Regions from separate parts of the Mus musculus genome. Here all the other regions are linked to region 3. Evidence: chromatin contacts called from public ChIA-PET, HiChIP or PLAC-seq, Micro-C and promoter capture Hi-C data. All regions are on one chromosome and are shown on one strand. Each heading gives the region's core, a stretch centred on a gene start, on an enhancer-like site or on the middle of the called end of the contact. The rest is flanking DNA. Distances are from core to core; before and after follow the strand shown.

Region 1 (2,700 bases), core at 181-2,680, 420 kb before region 3:
CTCAGCTCAAAGTTCTCCTTCACCATCTATACCGAAGGGGGAGAGCCACAACTCTCATACCCACCGACCACTCAGCTCAGACTCCAGCCTTCCCAAATGCTGTGCAAACGCACTTTCCAAAAATCAGCTTATAAGGACCGGGCCTGAGCTCAGCCCTCCTGGCCTTTGGCCTCACTGTGCCTCCTGACATCCCCATTGTCAATCTACTGCCCTACCTTCATGCAAAACTTTTCCTCTAGACTAGCTCAGATTTCCCAAAGGAAACCCCTCGGGCAGGGGCGGGACTCCTACCCACCCAGCATACCCATCTACTGTGATCCAACTTGGGGAGGTGACTCCTTGAGCCTGACCACAAGACCTTTAGATCCCATCCCTCTCTTGAAAGAAAAACAAAAACAAAAACCAGAAGATACAGAGTAGGGGGGAAGTAAAAAAGAAAGAAAGAGAAAAGAATGCAGTACACTCTAACTCCCCTCTTAACAGTCAAATCTTAAAAGCTTATTTATGATCTCTTTCGCCATATTTCTAGGGTTAAAAGGGCTGAATTACTGGTTTATAAAGGAGGCAAAGGAAACAGCGAAATGACCGTCCTAAGGGACAAAAGATTTCCTCCACTATATTCGAGGCTCAGGTCTAAAAAAGTAAAAATAAAAAACCTGGGTTCTCAGGGGCCCCCAATCTCACTCCTGTTACTCAAGGTTCAAGGCTCCAAATTAAGCCATACGAAGCCTCTAGGACCCTTCTGGCTTCCCGGATCAGCCCCCACCCCCATCCTCTCCCTCCACGCCTCCTCATCCTCCCCGGGTCACTGCACGGACCACGGGGGCACGAACTAACTCACCTCCCAGTCGTGGCCTCTGAGATCCCGGAACTGGGGGGCTGGGGGAGGGGGAAGGGCTTGCTACCTCCGAGAAGAGAGGGAACCACATCCTCTACCGGGGGTCCCACCCCCAACCGAACGCCCCTTCCTGGCCCCCACACAGCGCAGAGACCTGCTCCTCCCACTGTAGCGGCCGCGGGCTTTGTCTGCTCCACCAGCTCTCTCCCAGAGGCCCGAGCCCGTGGACTCCGCGATCGCGCGCGGGAGGAGGGAGGGCACTGCAGCCACGAGGCCGCTCCGCCCCGGCCCTCATTACCATAAGAAAGAGGCCCGGGACCCGCGGGCAGAGGAGAAACGCCTTTCCACACCCGCTCCCTTCCCGCATACTGCCAGCTCCTAAAATTTCTCGGACCACAACTCCCAACCCACCCGAGGCTTTTCCCGTGACCAGTGGGCAGAGCCCGAGGGGCGCAATCCCCTTCTTGCCCGGGTTGAGGAATTCCTCCCCGCGCCCGAGGGCGGGAAACTACAACTCCCGGCATGCCCCGGGCGCCCCCGGCGCGCCCCCCTCCCGTCAGTTCCATGCTGCTCCATCCAGTTCATTTAAAACAAAAGAGTTTGAGCGCTGGAAGGGGCTGGGCTCTATTGGGGGCCACTGAGCGACGCTCCGGGACTGGGGCTCGGTGCGGGAACCTAAGGGGGCGTCTGCTCGGCGGAGGGTAGAGACTCTGGGTCCGAGGCGGAGGGGTGGGGGCTAGGGCCCGCAGCCCCCCACCCCACCCCGTCACCCCGGAGCGAGAGGAGATCTGCTTTCTTGGTTTTGCTTCTTTTCCCCCACCCCCACCCGGGGGCTGGGGCGAGGGGAGTCAGGTTACAGGGTGCTTGGGGAGGGGGGCTTAGGGGTGGGTCTATCTTTCTATCTCGCTTTCTTCCCCCCTCCCCAGCTCTTTGTTCCCCCTCCCCACACACCCCCTCCTCTCCTCTCCCCTCCCCTCCTCTCTCCTCTTCTCCCTTCCACCACCTCTCTCTCTCCCTCTCTCCCCCAGCTTTTGTTTCGCCATGCCTAGTCTAGTGGTATCTGGAATAATGGAAAGAAATGGGGGCTTTGGAGAACTAGGATGTTTCGGGGGAAGCGCTAAGGACCGAGGGCTGCTGGAAGACGAGCGCGCCCTTCAGCTGGCTCTTGATCAACTCTGCCTCCTGGGTTTGGGGGAGCCCCCCGCCCCCACGGCGGGCGAGGACGGGGGAGGTGGGGGGGGCGGCGCCCCCGCGCAGCCGGCCGCCCCCCCGCAGCCGGCCCCGCCGCCGCCGCCCGCGGCGGCCCCGGCCGCCCCGAGCGCGGCCCCCGCGGCGCAGACGCCCCAGCCCCCCACCGCCCCCAAAGGGGCGAACGACGCCAAGCTCTGCGCGCTCTACAAAGAGGCCGAGCTGCGACTGAAGGGCAGCAGCAACACCACGGAGTGCGTTCCCGTGCCCACCTCCGAGCACGTGGCCGAGATCGTGGGCAGGCAAGGTAAGCGGGCGTCTGGACACTGCGAGGGTTGGAGTGGGGGCTTGCTGTCCCCGGCACGGAAAGTTCATCGCTTCCTTCTTTGCGCGCCTCTGGCTCTGTCCCTTCCCGACAAAGGGGGCCCCGCCCCCTGCCCAGATTCCAAGTGCCACAAAGTTCCCTGCTACCCCTAGTCGGGACGACTCTCGGGACCCTTCCTCCCCTGGGGCTCCGCCCGTAGACAAAGAAATATCCTGGAACTGGGAGAGGAAAGGGGAGGGGGAGCTGCCTCCCAATCCCAGGGTCTGTGCGGAGGGGGTGTCGGCTCCTGGCTGGAAGGACTGACGGAATGTGCAATTACTTGGGAGCCCCTACTCTAGTTTCTGCTTGT
Region 2 (2,700 bases), core at 187-2,686, 400 kb after region 3:
TCTCTGGGCTGGCTTGCTGCTCTTCCTCAGTGCCTCCTGCAGGGTCCCAGAACATCCTAAGAGATTGCTGAGGAAATCCCTAGCAAGGCTGGAATCACTAGTGTCCTCAGACCCACCGACCCTCAGCACAGAAGGCTATATCAGTGACTTAAGCGGTCCTGCAGTGTGTGCCAGGATTTAAAGGAGGATATGGGAAGGAGGGGTTTTTTTTTCCCCAACTTACGGATTTCACCCATAAGTCCCCAAAGTTCAGAGTATCCAGCTTGCAGCTCCTCCTTGCCTTCCCTTTGGCCAATCCCAAGATTTTCACGGGGGCCCTCCCTTGTTCCCATCCCTTCCCAATCACACTCCCCACCCAATCAGGAATGCCCTTTCTTAGGTCTAAGAGAAGTCTGTGGCCTAGTGCCCACTTGCCCTTCCTTTTCCCTCACAGTAGAGATGCCTGCCGGGAACACCCATCTTTGGGTGAGCAGTGCAAACACTCTGACCTCCCTAAACAGCCTTGATGCCCAGTCAGGCGCACCCGTTCCCAACAGCCTCCGCTTCCTCCGCCAGCACCCCCCAACAATGGCCCTCTCCTCTCCGGACACTCCACCCCCGCCTACCCTCTCGGCCCCCAGCCCAAGACAGCAGCGGGAAGTGAAAGTTCCAAGGAGGAGTTGGTGTCCCAGTCTCTTTCCTGGCGAAAGCTCCCTCCCCTGGCTCCTCCGGGCCCCTCCCGCTCCGCCAGGCTTCTGGTGGCAACCGCACCCGAGTGAGCGGTGCTGGCCGCCCAGGTCTGGAATGAACGGCTGAAAATAATCCTTTTCACTAAAACCCCACTAGCTAGTCCGGGCACTTCATTGAGTAGAACTGTCAGCTAGGCACTAGAGAGACGAAGACGTCAGTCCTAAGGAGTGACTCTTTCCATGATCTGAGCGCCCCACCCCCACCCCCCGCGCACGCTCTTCAGTGCCTGAGACTCAAAAGTGTCTGCAGGGATAACTCGGGACTTCAGGACAGAGGACGCCATCCTCCCTCCTCCTCTTCCTCCTCCTCCTCCTCCCCATCCTCCTCTTCCTTTCGTTCTCCAAATTACCTGGCCCTAGGCTTTGGTCCGCAGATCACGCAGGCTGCCCTCTGGTTAGGCTCCGGCAGACCCCAACACCCCATTGCCTCCGGGTTTCCTTGTACCTCTTTCCAAATCATCCCCTCGACCCACTGTCCTGGGAACTCACCTATATTTGGCAGCGGCGGGGAGGGCCGAGGGCTGCCCGCGCCCAGGAGTCCCAGAGCCCAGAGCAGCGCCAGCCGCATGGCCGCGGAGCTCCGGGCTGGACTGGGGCAGCAGGTGCGGGGCTACGCGTGGAGGAGCAGCCACGGCCCCGCCGGACACCAGCTCGGTGCAGCGCAGCAACTAGGCCCCGCCCCGCCCCGTCTGAGGCTCCGCCCCGCCCCGTCTGAGGCTCCGCCCCTGCCGCTCAGCGCAGCCTCTTTCCGGCAGCTACCGGGATGGGTTTGGACACCACAAGACTCGCGCCTTCCCTCCATCCTGCCTCCCGTCTGTAGCCCGGCTTCGTGGAGATTGTGCGGGCCAGTTCTTCCGGCTCACCCAATCCCGGATGCCTGCGAAGCACCAGCCGCAGGAGCGTGCATCACACTTTATTAAGCAAGAAGGCGGGCAGCATCCCTTCAATCGCCATACACAGCGTCGTCGTTGCTGTCGCTGTGGGCGGATGACGAGAGCTCTTCGCGGGGCGTGCACACCGGGCAGAGCCGTTGCATGTCGTCCCAGCACGACCGGCAGTACAGGGCCTTGCAGTCTGGTGTGGGGCACACGTAGGAATCCGGCGTCTCCATTGCCTGGCACACCACACAGCGCTGACGCATGAAGCGGTGCAGGAGAGGGCACCGGCGATACAGAGCCTCCACCAGGTAGTGGGGCTGTTGGAAGATGAGGTGGATTGGTTAATGCCAAGTGGGCTGAGCAGAAAGGGTTGTCAGGGGCACTGGGCAGCTCTTAATGTATGAAGTCCCAAGGCCTGACAATGCTATATTGGAGGAAGCTGGGGTAGACAAGAAGAGCCCTCGAGGGCGATATTGAGATAAATCGAAAGAGTCTTCTTCTCCATGATGGGCTGCGGAGCCTGGCGTGCCCAAACTTACTCCCAAGGATGACCCACAACAATTCTGTACACCTGTGGAGCGGCTTAATTTGGTACTTAGGCTTAGAAGGGAGGAGGGCACAATTTACACCTTACTGGGCTGGAGAGATGGTTCCGTGGTTAAGAACCCTGACTGCTCTTCCAGAGGACCCAGGTTTGAATCCCAGCACCCACATAGCTAACAACTGCCTGTCACTTGAGTTCCAGGGAACTGGATGATCTTCTGGCCTCCCTGGACACCAGCCACCCATGAGGACACAGACATATGCATAGGCAAAACACCCATACACATTAAATAAGTGCAAATTTTAATTAAGTCTTTTTTAAAAAATCTCTCCGGGTGGTGGTGGTGCACACCTTTAATCCCAGTACTTGGGAGGCAGAGGCAGGTGGATTTCTGAGTTTGAGGCCAGCCTGGTCTACAGAGTGAGTTCCAGGACAGCCAGGGCTACACAGAGAAACCCTGTCTCGAAAAACAAACAAACAAACAAAAAACTCAACCCCCCCCCAAAAAAAATCTCAGAAAGATGGTGTAACTTTCCTAAGTCAGATCTGA
Region 3 (2,737 bases), core at 111-2,610:
TTGCTTTGCTTTTTGTGGGAGACTAAAAATGAGTAGATCAAACGTTGGGGTTTTAACATCACATGCCCTGAATTCACTCATCCAATGTCAACACGGAAACAAATACTAGCAGCCAATGAATGCCATAGGTCTGGTTTAACTAGCAATTTAGATGAATAGAACACAAACTACCAATTACACCTACAAATCTTATCAACATCAACAGCACTGTAAATGATAACAATAATACTCCGCATTTTCCCCGTACCCAGGAGCTAATTCTGCTTTACATATATGATCTCATTATTTCATACTCCAACCCTGAAGGTATATTTTGGGGTTAGCTAATTTTTACTACCAGCATCTCATAAATAACTTGGAAAAATTTGAAGGCCTAAAAGATCAAATCCAGAAATAAAATCTCAGTGCATAGTTTCATCCCCTCACACACTCAACCTGCGGGTGGCGACCCGAGGAGAGGTCTAACAACCCTTCACAGGGATCCCATATCAGATATCCTGTATATCAGATGTTTACATTAAGATTCATAACAGCAAAATTACAGTTACGAAGTAGCAACAAAACTAATTTTATGGTAGGGAGTCACCATGTGGAACTGTACTAAAGGGTCGTAGCATTAGGAAGGCTGCGCGGACCACTGCTCTAACATCAGGCTGCCAGTTGCAAACCGAGTTCGCACAATCTTTGAGAAGTGCACAAGGATCACACAAGCATCACAGAGGATAGGTACCCTCTGGGACTTTAACAAGGTTAAACTACATTAACATATTAACAGCCGTTCTGTCCGTTCATCCTCCGGTCCCAGGTCCGCAGCCCCGGGTCTGAAGGATGCCCTCTTGGAGGATCACCGACACTGCTGCCCTCATTCCCTATCTCGGGGCAGTTCAAATACACGCTCCTTTCCCTCCTTCATCATTGCATCCCCTGTGTGGCTCAGTCCCCTTACCATGAGTCCAACACTAGGACTCCTGCTCCGGTGACCCGCACACACCGCCAGCGGCTGGATCCCAGGCACCCGTCCTGCAGTTGTGAAGCAAGCTCGGGTCGTGTGGCAGGAAGCTACCCAACGCGCAGTCGCCGCGGCTGCAACCACAGCCCAGCGGAGGGGCACCGCGCCACCCGCCCCGCGGCCGGAAGCGGGCAGCAAGCCTCGGCGTCGCGGTGGCCCGTCCCAGGAGGTCCGCGCCTAGGTACCTTCGCTCGCTCTTCAAAACATTCCGGTCACCGTGGCCAGCCTCGTCTGCGCGGGCGTGCCCGCTTCTCCCCGGCCCCAGCAGGGGCGCGCAATGGAACGTCCCGCGGGGGGGATTGTGGGAGGCGCACGTTCGAGGGGTGGGGGCGAAGGCGGCGGCAGCCGTGGCTGCCGTTGGTAGCCGTGGGGGCGGGGAAGAGAGGGAGGCGAGCCGAGGAGGAGAAGGAGGAGGAGGAGGAGGAGGAGGGAGGAGGCTCGGGCTCGCGCCAAGGAAGGTACGCGTGAGGGCCGAGAGGGAGTCGGGAGCGCGCGAGCCGGAGGCCCCAGAGCGAGCGCGTCGGTGCTGGCGGCGCGGGGCGGCCGGAGGCGGTGGTTGGAGGGCGCAGCTCGCGACCAGTCCGGACCCACTCGGAAGCGTGCGGGCGGGCGTGCGCGCTGCGCGGCCGGAGTCGGGTGAGGGAGGGAGGGAGGGAGGGAGGGAGGGCGGCGGGGAGAGCGCGCGGAGGGAGGAGTGGGAGGCGGGAGGGGGGGCACGCGGCGCCCTTCGCTGGCTCGCTCGCTCCCTCCCTCCCCAGAGCCGCCGCCGCCGCCGCCGCTGCCGCCGCCGCTGCCGCTCCCGCCGCCATTTTGGGTTCGCTTTGCGGAGGGGGGAGACGATCCCGGTCTCGGTTGCCGGACCCGCCTTCTCTCGGTTTCCCCTTTCCCGACCTACGCCTTTGGCTTCTCCTCTCTCGCGTTTCCGCCGGTCCGCTTACCCGCTGGCCGCCTCCTGACAAGCGGGAAGGGTTACAGTGTGGAGCCAGGGAAGCCGAGGCGCCAGGCTGCCACCCTCTCTCTCTCCACTTGCCTGCACTCGGCGCTCTCGGCCTCGCACGGTGAGTAGTGCGGTGTGAGCAGGCCTTTGAAGGCCCCAAGTAGTCTCTCCTTGGCTACCCGGGATCCGCTGTCACCCCCCCGGACCTGGACCTCCGGGAGAGCGGGGTGAGGATGGGGGAAGGGAGAGCAGGGATAGGGATCCTGAGCTTACCGGGAAGTCCCTCTAGGCGGGGTGACGGGGTGTCCCTGACCAGCGGGCTCTTGGTTTGGGGGAGGGGGACGGGAAAGTAAGCGAGTGGAGGCGGAGTCGCTTGTGCCCCTGACAGGTTAGTTTGTGTAGTAGGCCCGATTGGAGCATCCCCCAAGATCCAGTTTATGTCTGTTTAAGTAAGGGACAAAAGTAGCAAGGGAGATGATCTTCAGCGGGTAGTTTACCTGTACAAGATCTGTGGTGTTCTCGAAAGGCGGAAATATATGCAGACATGACATAGTGATCTGAGTGTTAATAAGTTTAATAAATGTCACTGGTTAGTTTCTACTTGGAAAGAAATGTTTTGGGTCTTGAAGACCAGATGGTCTGTTGGTTTATAGCTGCTCTGTTTATATGTGTATAATTCGAGGATGGAGAGTGTTCAGGAAGAGTTTGCCTGCATTTGGGGAAGTTCCCTTTGTAAGTTAGCTTATTTAAAAACAAATGCTGGGACATGTGTTCTCTAGGTCGATAAATGT
Region 4 (2,700 bases), core at 26-2,525, 490 kb before region 3:
GGTCACAGTGACCCTTCCTTCCCTTACAGATCAACTTGTGCCTCAGGTGGCCTCTTCTTCTCCCAGCCCCTCCCAGGCTCCCTGGCATCTCTGTTTCTTCGTGCCATTTCGTCCCCTCTGGCACACCCTTCTCCTTCCTCAGCCCCTTCATCTCTATGGTGCCATCCATACCTCCCAGGTACTAGACACTTACCAGCATGGTATTTGACTCTGGGCATGGGCCCCTGACCACCAGTCCCAGAAGCAGGTGGCAGTGATGGCAGCAGGAAGAGTTGGAAGAAAAAAACACGCAGGAGACTCCATGAGTCCTGGCCCAGGGATGGTAGGGCCATGGTCAGCCTGAGATGGTCACCAGATGGTTCTGAGGAAACAGGCACTTTCTGGGTTAGCCATGCTTACCACACCCTTCCTGAGGGCCAATAGGAGAGCCCCAGGGGGCAGAAGTTCCTCTCTGGAAGGGCCCTCAGAGTCTCACTTCCATCCATCCCCAGCCTTGAAGGTGCCTCCTGCTGCCCTCTGCATAGGGTGCTGCTGTGGCCCACGCTGTGCCTCTGGTCACCTAACCATTAAAAAAACTACCTTGCCATTTCTCACCTGACTCACAGAAAAATTCCTTTCCACTTTGCCCCCTCAGCATCTCCTGGCCCCGTGCTCCAGAGCTCTGATCATCTCTGGCCCTGGGCAAAGGTCTTCTAGGGAACTAGTTCCTGTATGCAAAAGGTAGATTTCCCCAGGCTGGCCTGTGCTGTGACACCTTATGCCCGCTACTCACCCCAACCCAGGCAGACAGCCTACCCTCTCCTCAGCCCCCAGGGGCTCTGACTCTTGCTTAATCGGGCCCATCTAGCCTTCTTCTTAGGGATAGGGGCGTGCCAGTTTATCTACCACTGTGGTGGGGCTGCCCTCTGTATTTCCTGGGAGTGGCCTGGGCAGGAGTCCTTGGCAGACTCTCAACTTCTCCAGCCCCCCTGTCTGCCTCCCCAGAGCTCCGCAATCAGCCTCCCCCATGGCCACTGAATGCAGGTTCACACCCCTCCCCCGCCCCCGCCTCATCTCACATACCCTTGAGCCAGCCACACTGAGAAGTCCTGTGTTCAAACCCTGAATCAGGGTGCCATCCGAGGCAAAGAAGGGGGTCCAGGCAAGGCAAGCAGGCTCAGCCTGGCTGGAACGGGCGCGCGGCCCTCCAGGCACCCATCCTGCCAGAGCCAGTGTGGGTTTCAGGCCAGGGAAACCAGAATTTCTACCTCGAGTTGTGACAGATCCTGGCTGGCTTGGGCGGAAGTTGGTGGATCAGGGCGGGGAGACTGGTGGAGTGTGGGAGTGGGGGTGAGGCTTGAAGGCCTTGCAGGAGACACACCTCCCTCCCTCCTTAGTCTATCCAGAAATTAAGAGTTCCTTCCCGGCCAGTTCAGTGATGCCCTTGTTTCTCCCGCACACCACTTCCAGTCTAACCAGCCCAAGCTGCAGACTCCTCTTGCTCAAGAGAGCTCGGTATGACACCGTCTCTCTCCTATTCCTTCTCTCTCTGACCCCATTGTGGGGTTCCCCCACTGCCACATACTGAGACCTCCCGACCTCCCACACCCAGTAGGACCACATTCTTGAAAGATAACACGTTTAAAGCTGGCATGGTGGCGAGGCATACCTTTAATCCCAGTACTCGGGAGGCAGAGGCAGGCAGATCTCTGAGTTCGAGGCCAGCCTGATCTACAGAGTGTGCTCCAGGTCATCCAGGGCTATACAGAGAAACCCCGTATCAAAAAAATAAAAAATAAATAAAAATCCTACATTTGTATTAGTTTTTTGGTTTTTCCCTATGACTTTGCTGAGGAAGCCCTAGTAATTTGACGTCTCAGTGGGAAATTGGAGAAATTCCCCATTTGAACGCGTGCTTCTTGGGATACGCTTTGGAGCTGAAGCACCCAGCTGGCATGGTGGCTGGTTCCTCCTCCCCAAAGGTTCCAGGAAGACCTCATAACGCAGGGTTAATGAGTAACCAAGGGCTCCTAGGCCAATAAAGAGTGGTTGGGCTGCTGCCCACTCTCCCGGGTCAGCTGACTTCAGGTTAAAGAGCACAGTGACCCAAGCTGGTCTACCTCCAGGACATACCCTATCTTCACTGTAAACACCATCCTCACTGCCAGGATGGTCCCCACTGTAGGCTGTCCTCCACCCTTCCAGTTACAGCTCCTAGACGGAAAGCATTCCTCGGTAGAGCCTGCTTGGCCTTCCCTTCATGCTTTCCCCTCTGCTTCCGTTCTCCAGTGTGGCCCAGGAGCTGGGCTCACACAGACCCTCCTGATGGCTTCATCTGTCAAAGCTTGCTAAGACCCGCCCCCCCCCAAGCTCTCCGTTCACTGTGAGGACTTTGCCAATCTCCCTGTGCTGACACAAACTTCTGAGTCTCCTTGACCTCTAGATCAGGCTTGGGAAGCCACCACCTCAGGGCCTCTCTTTGGAGACAGATTGGCCTATCTGGGTCACAGGGAGGAGCTGTGACCAGAGGAGCAGCTCCAATGCCATCCTTCTTTACTCTCTTCCTGTCCCTGGGCGTCCTCAGGAGACCAAGTGCTCTCCCAGGCCCTCGGACAATGTGAGAAGCTCACACTTGGGGCTTCAGGCTTCCCAACTTCAGCAGGCAGGCTCCACTACAGTCTTGCTGCACAGAGAACAGAAGTGCAGCAGGGGTGACTGGAC
Region 5 (2,700 bases), core at 196-2,695, 460 kb after region 3:
CTATTTTCCTTTTTTAATTTATTTTGAGACAGGGTTTCTCTGTGTAGCCCTGGCTGTTCTGGAACTGGCTATGTAGATCAGGCTGGCCTCGAACTCACAAAGATCCACTTGCCTCTGTCTCCCAAGTGCTGGAGGTTAAGGCATGTATCACTTTGTTCCTAGGACTTTGTAGGCTTGTGATCTGGGGTAAGTTTCCTAACCTCCTTGAGGCTGTTTCATAATTTATAGAGATCTGTAATAAAAACCCCAATTTCATGGAATTTTTGAAGTTTGTAAGGCCACATGTGATATAGTTAAGTGCAGACCAGCCTCTGGTAGACACTAAAAAAGATCAGGGTAACTATTACTGTTGCCAACCCATGCTTGCCACATCCTCTAACAGCACCCTGGCCGTCCAGAATAGAGTCCTTTCTTCTCTTACCTTCCTTCTAGCTCGCCTATCCAGCCTGCTGAGCTTCCTCTACTTGCTGTGCCACCTGTCACTTGTTATGTGGCTACTCTGCCCCCAGTCATACTTCGTAGCAAGTTGTAGGAAAGTTACTACCCATCTTTCAACAGAAACACTCAACCGAAGGGTCACTTTTCCTCCAATGTGTTAGGACTCACTCCAGGGCCGGACTTTGGCAAGAAAGGGGATTCCTACTCCGGTTTCCCTCCTTTCACCGTAAAGAGTCCACGACAATAGAATGCCACACTCTTCCCCTCTTCCGTTCCAGACACACCTTAAGGATCTCATCTCCAACAATGATGATGCCTGCTGTCACGCTGCGCCCTGATCCTGGGGGCAGTTCAGAGGCCCTAGATGCCATGGTCCTGCCCTCTGTGCTCTTTTGCAAGGCTTTCCAGTAGCCACTCAGAACCCCAAATTGGGGCCGTATGTACTGAGAGGCCGCCAGGTCTACAGGATGCAGGAGGCCATACCCTGAGTTCCGGGGTTGAGGGAACCTGGAAGAGCCAGAAAGGACAATGAAGACGTCAGGAGTGTACCTTCTTCCTAGAGGAAGGAAGGCTCAATCTTCTTTAGTCACCCTTACTCCGGCCTCTTTAACATACTCTTAAGCCCCAGGTTCCTAAAAACGTCTCGATTCCTATTCCTTTAAAGTGCCATGTTTTCCCAAGACCTACCACTTTAGATATCTCCGTCTGCCGAGCAGGTTTAAAATTTGCCCTATCTTGGGTATATCTGCACCTTTAAATGTCTCTTCTCTTCGGATCACCTGTCCCTTTAAATGTCTACCTTATTCTGGGCCTTAGGGTCCCTTTAAATGCATTTCTTTCCTCCCTCCGCCAATGACCAGGGCTCAACCTACTTCTGCACCCTTTCTATCCCGAGATCTCTTTTTCTCACCAGGCTTCAGATCACTGATCTCGTATCATCCCACCTCTATTTTGCCCCCTGCACAGGGTCATTCGCTCTTTCCTTTCCGCATGTCCTAGGACAGCTTCCGTACTCAAAGTCCCGCCTTACAATGCTTCATGTTGATTGGTTATTTTGGCTGTCGCTCACTCCTACCAGTGGTTCTATTGGTCTAACCGGCAATCGCTCACGCGCCTCATCGCGGAGCTAGAGGAAATGCTAAGTTGTTATTGGCAACACCATGTAGTCATCACTGTCCGGAAGTAAAAATAGGGGCCTGGCCTTAGCCCATGGAGGGCGGGACTTAAAGTGTTCTGGTACTCGAAGGGAAAATATTGGGAGGTGTTTTAAGGACTGTCGGGTGGGACTGTCGGGTGCTGCTTTGTAGTACTAGAAGAAAATGAAGGTCTGATTCTGTTTCATTCAAATATTAAAAAACAGTTCAGACAGAGCCCCAGTATATAGCCCGGGAAGTAACTTGTTTAAACCGATCAGCCTGGTCTCGAACTGCCTGGGGAGTGGTGGGATTCAAATCATGTGTTACTACACTTCATTGCATCACATTTCTCTTTCTGTCTCTACCCCTCTCTCCTCTTTCGAGATAGGGTTTCTCTGTGTAGCTGGAATTCGCTCTGTAGACCAGGTTTATTAACTCCTCCTGCTTCTGCCTCCCAGGTTCTGGGATTAAAGGCGTGGGCCACCACCGCTTGGCTTTGCCTCTTAAATTTGAGAAGGTGAAGATGGTTTTTCTTTTTTTTTTTTTTTTTCTGAGACAGGGTTTCTCTGTATAGCCCTGGCTGTCCTGGTACTCACTCTGTAGACCAGGCTGGCCTCGAACTCAGAAATCCGCCTGCCTCTGCCTCCCAAATGCTGGGATTAAAGGCGTGGGGAAGGTGAAGATGTTATTAGCATTAACAATGAGGTGTGAGCTGCAGGGTGTGGAACCTTCGTTTGTTTCTAATATAAAGGGAAAAACTACTTAAGCTTCTCTGACTTTAAAATGTAAAAACCCTTTCCTGCCCCACCTGCCTCCAGAACATCACTTCCCAATGATGGGTCCCTGGAGAGAGGGGTACGCAGGAGTACCTTGGACTCACTTTGGGTACTCACAACATTTCATTCCTACTTCAGTGCCCCTCCACCCTTTGCTTTGCTGGGGAAAAATAGCTTAATCATCTGGGTTTTTTTTTTCTTTTTTTTAAAAAAGCTTTTACTATTATTGTATGACTAGGAAGGACAGCAGTGTCCCAGCATGCAAATGGAAGCCAGAGGACAACTTTCTGGAGTCCCTTTTCTTTCACCTTTATGTGGGGCCTAGGATCTATCCCAATTTGGGTGGCGGA
Region 6 (2,700 bases), core at 95-2,594, 450 kb before region 3:
GGCCCAGACTGGGGTGTCCCCGACTCAGGCATAACAGAATTTCCAGAGCCATTAGCTTCTGTGCCCGGTCTCCCTCCCCACCCTCCCTTGCATTCCTCGACCAGGGAGGCCAAGGGCTGTGGGAGCTGCGGGGGAGCAGATCTCCTGGTGTGCTTCTGGTGGGCCTGAGAGTCTAGGAAAAGCTCCAGACATTCTCAGCTCCTAGAAAGAACCAGGAGAAGGCCGTGCTTACACAGCCATGGGAGAAAGGGGCTATGCAGCCTTGGTAACTCCATTACAGTACCACTGGACAAATGTCAGTGTGGGCGCTATGTCTTAGTGGACATCATGTGTTCAGAGCCACGTTGGGCAAGATTGGCAAAGTGCCAAACCTACCAAGAAAGTTCTAATAAAACCCTTTCACCCATTCTGATGTGTCCCGGGCGGCGTTCGGGAGTTCCAAGACCTGGTAGAGCCTGTTCTACCTTCCTCAAGCCCATCCCCCAAGCTCCAAATGACTGAAAAATCCCACCTTGACAGCATAGGCCCTGTCACCAACGCTACTTGGTCTCAATGCCCCCACCACTCTTTATATCCCCCACCCTCTCACAGAGACCCCCTCCCTTCTATGTCCTATCATGTCTATTACCCTTGGCACTGCCAGTCACCCGCGGGAGGCAGTTCCGGGGAGGGAGGGGACTAGATGGCCAGTTACAGGCGACTGCTGCCTCCCTGGTGCCGGCCGGCCGGGCCTCACTCACCGAGCCTTCAGCTCCTTGAACTCCTCACGCACTTTGCTCAGCTCTAGCTGGAGGCGGGCGCGCTCCTTGGCCACAGAATCAAGGGTCTTGCGGGCATCCCCCAGCTCGGCCTCGTAGGCCGCCTTGATGCCGGACACCTCTCGGCTGACCACCTCTTCAGACTCAGTGATGCGAAGGCGCAGCCCCGCGTTCTCGGTCTCCAGGGAACGCACGCGATCGATGTACACGGCCAGGCGGTCATTGAGCTCCTGCAGGTCCTCCTTCTCCTGCAGCCGGGTGATCCGAGTGGGCGACAGTGGGGTAGAGCTGGCCTGCGCCCCACTGCGGGTGGCGCGCCGCTGTGACGGGGTCTCCATGGCCGGCAGGGTGACAGTGCTGCCCGCTGGGCAGGGGTCCCGAGAAGGGCGCGGGACTTGGACAGAAGGACAGAGGCTGCTCAGGGGGACAGCGAGCCGGCGAAGCTCGCTCCTGGCAGGCGTGGAGATCTGGGCTGGGCGCTGGCGCACCTCGGGATCTGGGTTGGCTGGTGTTGAGGCTGAGGCAGCGTTCCCGCGAACACTGAGTCACTGACAGCCAGGCAGAGGCTCTAATAGGCCCTCCTCTACAGGGGGTGGATCCACTGCTCTTAAAGGAGCCATCCTGTACCCAAAGGGGCGGGGGCAGGTATGGTGAGGAGGAGCCAGCATGCCAACCCTCACTCTGCAGAACACCCCTTTCTGGCCTGGGGCTTCACAATGTTGGTTCCTGCCTACTCAACTCTAAGCTTGCCTTTGGCCTTCTGGAGTAAAGAGCAGAGCCAAAGAATTTGAGTGGGTGGGCAAAGGGTAGTGGTGAGGGACCAGGGGAAGTAGGTGCAAAGTGAGGGAGAGGATCAGGCATCCCCAGAGAGCCAAGGAAGTTGGGGGGAGGGCTGAAGCTGCTGCCCATCAGTGACTCACCCCACTTCCACCACTGGCTCCCCTTTCCTCAGTAGTAATAGTGAGTCACCTCTCCCCCGCGCACAGAAGCGGCCAATCCAGGAGAGTGGAATGGCAAAGGAATGGCTGTGTTTTTAGGTAACTGAGGGATTACTTTATGCCCTCAAATTTGGGGGCAAAGATCAAGGACCTCGGGAAAAAACAAAAAACAAAACCCAAACCTATGCACTTCCCTTATATTTTTGGCTTTAAAACCAAACATTGGGTTTTAGATCTAAGAAATAAGCCTCAGTCCCCAAGAGAAGGCCAAGAATAGAAGCCAGAAGTTGGCCCCGCCCACTCCCCCCTCCCCTTTCATTTGGACCTAGACAGCTGGAAAAAGGGGCTGCTGAAATCCCTCGTTTCAGCCCCTTTCTTCAGCTCACTCCACCCAACCAAATCCAAGACTGTACTTATTTTTTTCCAGGACTGTACTTATTTTAATGGATAATTTAAAACAGATACCAGAGCTGTGCTGTGCGTGCATTCAGCACATGGCCAGGACACCAGGTTCCAGATTTTTGTGGCTTCGAGAAGGGCCTGAAAAGAGGAACGGGGTCAGAGGGTTGTTAATGCAGGGTCTCCATCCTGGTTCCATCTTAAACGGTGTGAGCAAGAACAGCAAAGCTACCCCCTCCTCAGCCACTGCATGCCTGTCTAGCCAGTTCTGGGTGGGCCCTGACTAGATGATCTCCCAATACAGTAACCTGGTCCCCTGGTTCCATGTCCCGGGGTCTCCAGCCTCCATCAAAGACTCCCGATCAGCTGTCTAATCCTCTCCTGTAACCCTAGCCTAAGCCTTACTGGCCCTGGCATCCCCTTCTGCCATGTTCCTTCCCCTTTTGCCATGTGCTTTCCCCTGTCCATTGCTGATTAGCTTGCAGTTCCTGCAGGTCCAGGCAGTGGGCTTGAGTTGGGACTCTTAAGAGATTTTGTTGTTGCTGCTGCTTTTTTTGTTTTTTTTTGTTTTTTTTTTTGTTGTTGTTGTTGGTGGTGGGGGGGGG
Region 7 (2,824 bases), core at 113-2,612, 510 kb after region 3:
ACCCTATATAGGCTTCGTTGGCCTGGTGAGAGCCAGCTTTCGGTGGGACCCAGAGAAATATTTATTGCACAGAGGTGGGACAATGTGCTGACTTACAAACTGTGAAATCACAGTGCTTAAAACAAACAGTCTGCTGTGAGTGGATACTTTAAAGTTTACAAAGTATTTTGTTGTACAGTTCTGCTTTCCTCTGTTTACCAAGCCTCTCACTTCCTTCTCTTTATTTTATTTTATTTTATTTTATTTTATTTTATGGCCCAGGCTGGCCTGGAATTTGTCTGCTTCCATTTCCAGTGCTGGCTGGCACTTGCCACTAAACCTAGTTTATTCAGTGCTGGCCCTCAAACCTAGGCTTAGGCAGAGGCTCTATCAACAGACAGACATCCTCAGTTCTGGCGATCCTCCCCGGTCCACTCTTTCTGTACCTGACCACTCCTGTTCTTTATTTTAAAATGATTTATGTGTTTTGCCCGTATGTCTGTGTACCTCGTGCATGCAGTTCCCACAGAGGCTAAGGGAGGGCTTTAGGTCCTCTGGAACTGCAGTTCCAGCTGGTTATGAGCGGCTAGGTGGGTGTTCAGCAAGGGCAGCCAGTGCTCTTAGCTGCGGAGTCATCTCTTCGCCGAAGCCTCTTTCGAATACGCAAAGAAATGATTTTCCTAAGAGTTTCTTTACGTTTCACTTTGGTTTTCACAAGACTTTGCAGTCTTATACACTGGAGGCAGTCATAGGCTGCAGGCTTTATTTTGATAAGCTTAGAAAAATGTAGGACAGCAATTTATATCTACAGATAACAGTAAGTAGGTGTCAGAACACTCTTAGTTTTGCCTCTCAACTTCTGGCTGGATGTTGGTCTCCGGAGGAAATTGGGTAATCTTGTTCAGAGTGGCGTCAAAACTCCTTAACCTAAGTTACTAATGTCACCAATGTTCTTTTTCGAGATTCTGAAAAGCTTTGGAGAGGAGTATGCGGCTAAAGAAAAGATCACTTAGTTCCAGCTGGAGGCTTCAGCAGTTACAAAACCTTTTCAACAGTGAAATAGCATACTGTTCATTAAACCCCTCCCTCGCTATGACGTCAAGAAACACACCCTATCATGTCATTGTCTGGTTACTTCTTTGGAAAGAGCTATTTTTAGTGCGGGGCAAACACATATTTGCTTTAGAGCATGAGTTATAACGTACAAATTAAAAGGCAGATTTGAAAATGCCTTCAACATTACTATTTTTCTTTATCTTTATGTTTGGCCGGTTGTGTAGAAGGGAACTTGAGGCTAGTCTTTCCAGCGTCACTCTCGGCTCACCTTGTCAGCCGAGAAGGCGGGGCCATGACGTCACATCTGGGCGGGCGTGGACTGTTCTAAGTGCGTGCTGCGCAGGGGGGGGAGGGCGGGGGGGGGCGGGAAAGGTACTTAGATACTAGGCTGCAAGGCTCTTTCCCTTCCAGTTTCTACGCCCATTCTCTGCGCGCTGGTTTCGATGTGGGCTGTGTAGTGTGGAGAAGGAGTGGGATCCCTCCTCCTTTTTGCTTCTACTGAGCGGGTCCACTTCGTGCTTGGCTGCATTTCAGGGGTCCGAAGTGTCAGCTTTAGGCCTGGTGAAGCTTGGTGGCACCATGGCCCCGCTCGGAGCCTCCCCGCGTCTGGTGCTGCTGTTTAGCGGGAAGAGAAAATCCGGGAAGGACTTCGTGACCGAGAGGCTGAAGAGCAGGTGTCCGCGGGTGCAGGGAAACCGAGGAAGGGCGCTACCGCAAGTGATGGAGGGCTTTATGGAGGGAGCTCGTGGAGGGCAAGGAGGGACAGGATGACAGGGCAGGGGAAGGCAGACCCTCACGGTCAGTAAAACAGCAGCCTGCACAAATCTCCCTCAAAGAACTAGGGGACTGCCACTGCAGATCTATGAAGATGTAGCTCTGCCTTCAAGAAACATGAATTACTACTATTACTATGCTGGCACCTTCAACGTGCCATTCCTGTTTGATGATTGTGGTCTGAGGTAACTGGCCTAGATAAGGAGACTAACAAGACTGTAAAGGTTTTTTTTCAAGACCACGTCCTGAGTGTGTCTGCTGCAAAGAGAATCTGCCCAGAACACCCTGCAATGGCAGGAATTTATGGAATATTCTATGCCAGGTGTTGTGCGTCTATATCATCTCATTTAACCTATTTAGCTTCTTTACCAAATAGTGGTATTAGCAATCCCATGTCACAGATGCAGAAGCAGGGGCCCTTAGGAGCTAAAACCTGGTGTGTGTGTGTGTGTCTCTGTGTGTGTGTGTCTGTGTGTGTGTGTGTCTGTGTGTGTGTCTCTGTGTGTGTGTGTCTCTGTGTGTGTGTGTGTGTGTGTGTGTGGTCCAGCAGCAGGGAGAGCTCATACATGTAGGAGTTCAAGGCCAGAGTGGACAACATGGTGAATTTTTAGTATTAAAATTTTTAAATTTGCTAGGGTTATAAAGTAGCAAACTCAGGATTTAAATTCAGCTTGGCCTGCCTGGAGACACCGTTCACTCACTCTGCCCTGCCTGGAAACACCATTCACTCATTCTGTCCTTCCTTTCTAGATATTTATTTTCAAAGATGTGTTTATGTGATGGGTGTGGGTTTGTGCCTTGGTGTGTGCGAGTGTTCTTGGAAGCCAGAAGAGGGCAGGTGATCCCCAGAACTGGAGTTACAGATGGTTGTGAGCCTTCATGTGGGTGCTGGGAATAGAGCCTTGGTCTGTAAGAAGAGCAGCACTGGGATTAAAGGCATGTGCCACCACACTTGGCCCATCTTCAGCTTTTAAGAAAGCATGGTTCTCGGGGTTGAGCTAAGACTGTCAGGCTT

The links. Promoter capture Hi-C pulls out the DNA fragments that hold promoters and counts their contacts. A called contact is a pair of places that touch in the nucleus more often than the background predicts. ChIA-PET counts read pairs in DNA pulled down with a chosen protein or histone mark. HiChIP or PLAC-seq counts read pairs in DNA pulled down with a chosen protein or histone mark. Capture Hi-C pulls out chosen DNA fragments and counts their contacts.
Region 1: a Micro-C map of embryonic stem cells shows a contact between it and region 3, with 5 times the contacts expected there. The contact joins the promoter of Mex3a here to the promoter of Dap3 in region 3. A contact is called at or near these places in 8 of 39 promoter capture datasets (cranial neural crest, frontonasal cranial neural crest, liver and 4 more), 1 of 484 Hi-C or Micro-C datasets (embryonic stem cells) and 4 of 115 datasets of contacts at active chromatin or transcription factors (bone marrow-derived macrophages, cardiomyocytes and embryonic stem cells).
Region 2: a contact with region 3 is called in a FOXA1 HiChIP or PLAC-seq map of pancreatic cancer cells. The contact joins the promoter of Adam15 here to the promoter of Dap3 in region 3. A contact is called at or near these places in 1 of 39 promoter capture datasets (hippocampal neurons), 1 of 484 Hi-C or Micro-C datasets (embryonic stem cells) and 1 of 115 datasets of contacts at active chromatin or transcription factors (pancreatic cancer cells).
Region 4: an RNA polymerase II ChIA-PET map of memory CD8 T cells shows a contact between it and region 3, with 31 read pairs. The contact joins the promoter of Sema4a here to the promoter of Dap3 in region 3. A contact is called at or near these places in 3 of 115 datasets of contacts at active chromatin or transcription factors (memory CD8 T cells, microglia and thymic regulatory T cells).
Region 5: a contact with region 3 is called in a promoter capture Hi-C map of embryonic stem cells, with 2.0 times the contacts expected there. The contact joins the promoter of Flad1 here to the promoter of Dap3 in region 3. A contact is called at or near these places in 6 of 39 promoter capture datasets (embryonic stem cells, fetal liver, hippocampal neurons and 3 more), 2 of 115 datasets of contacts at active chromatin or transcription factors (bone marrow-derived macrophages and pancreatic cancer cells) and 1 of 9 other capture datasets (liver).
Region 6: a contact with region 3 is called in a FOXA1 HiChIP or PLAC-seq map of pancreatic cancer cells. The contact joins the promoter of Lmna here to the promoter of Dap3 in region 3. A contact is called at or near these places in 1 of 39 promoter capture datasets (pre-B cells), 3 of 115 datasets of contacts at active chromatin or transcription factors (extraembryonic endoderm stem cells, pancreatic cancer cells and trophoblast stem cells) and 1 of 9 other capture datasets (adipose tissue).
Region 7: a contact with region 3 is called in a promoter capture Hi-C map of pancreatic islet. The contact joins the promoter of Pmvk here to the promoter of Dap3 in region 3.

Annotation. Positions count from the first base shown.
Region 1 is chr3:88,530,516-88,533,215 of GRCm38.p6, forward strand. Mex3a (mex3 RNA binding family member A) reads left to right here and starts at 1,431. Exons shown (of 2, transcript NM_001029890.3): 1 at 1,431-2,333. The coding sequence starts at 1,880. It overlaps Gm38618 (a long non-coding RNA gene), which reads right to left and starts at 1,365. Exons shown (of 2, transcript XR_867447.3): 1 at 842-1,365.
Region 2 is chr3:89,348,592-89,351,291 of GRCm38.p6, forward strand. Adam15 (a disintegrin and metallopeptidase domain 15 (metargidin)) reads right to left here and starts at 1,437. Exons shown (of 23, transcript NM_001037722.3): 1 at 1,218-1,437; 2 at 1-36. The coding sequence starts at 1,296. Dcst1 (DC-STAMP domain containing 1) reads right to left here. Exons shown (of 16, transcript NM_029974.2): 16 at 1,628-1,923. The coding sequence ends at 1,672. It also overlaps a transcript of Dcst2 not described here.
Region 3 is chr3:88,948,922-88,951,658 of GRCm38.p6, forward strand. It overlaps Dap3 (death associated protein 3), which reads right to left and starts at 1,361. Exons shown (of 13, transcript NM_022994.3): 1 at 947-1,361. The coding sequence starts at 949. It also overlaps a transcript of Ash1l not described here.
Region 4 is chr3:88,454,486-88,457,185 of GRCm38.p6, forward strand. It overlaps Sema4a (sema domain, immunoglobulin domain (Ig), transmembrane domain (TM) and short cytoplasmic domain, (semaphorin) 4A), which reads right to left and starts at 1,276. Exons shown (of 15, transcript NM_013658.3): 1 at 1,063-1,276; 2 at 194-361. The coding sequence starts at 332.
Region 5 is chr3:89,410,436-89,413,135 of GRCm38.p6, forward strand. Flad1 (flavin adenine dinucleotide synthetase 1) reads right to left here and starts at 1,446. Exons shown (of 8, transcript NM_177041.4): 1 at 1,349-1,446; 2 at 723-945. The coding sequence starts at 809.
Region 6 is chr3:88,502,008-88,504,707 of GRCm38.p6, forward strand. It overlaps Lmna (lamin A), which reads right to left and starts at 1,345. Exons shown (of 12, transcript NM_001002011.3): 1 at 741-1,345. The coding sequence starts at 1,096.
Region 7 is chr3:89,457,756-89,460,579 of GRCm38.p6, forward strand. It overlaps Pmvk (phosphomevalonate kinase), which reads left to right and starts at 1,363. Exons shown (of 5, transcript NM_026784.3): 1 at 1,363-1,709. The coding sequence starts at 1,615.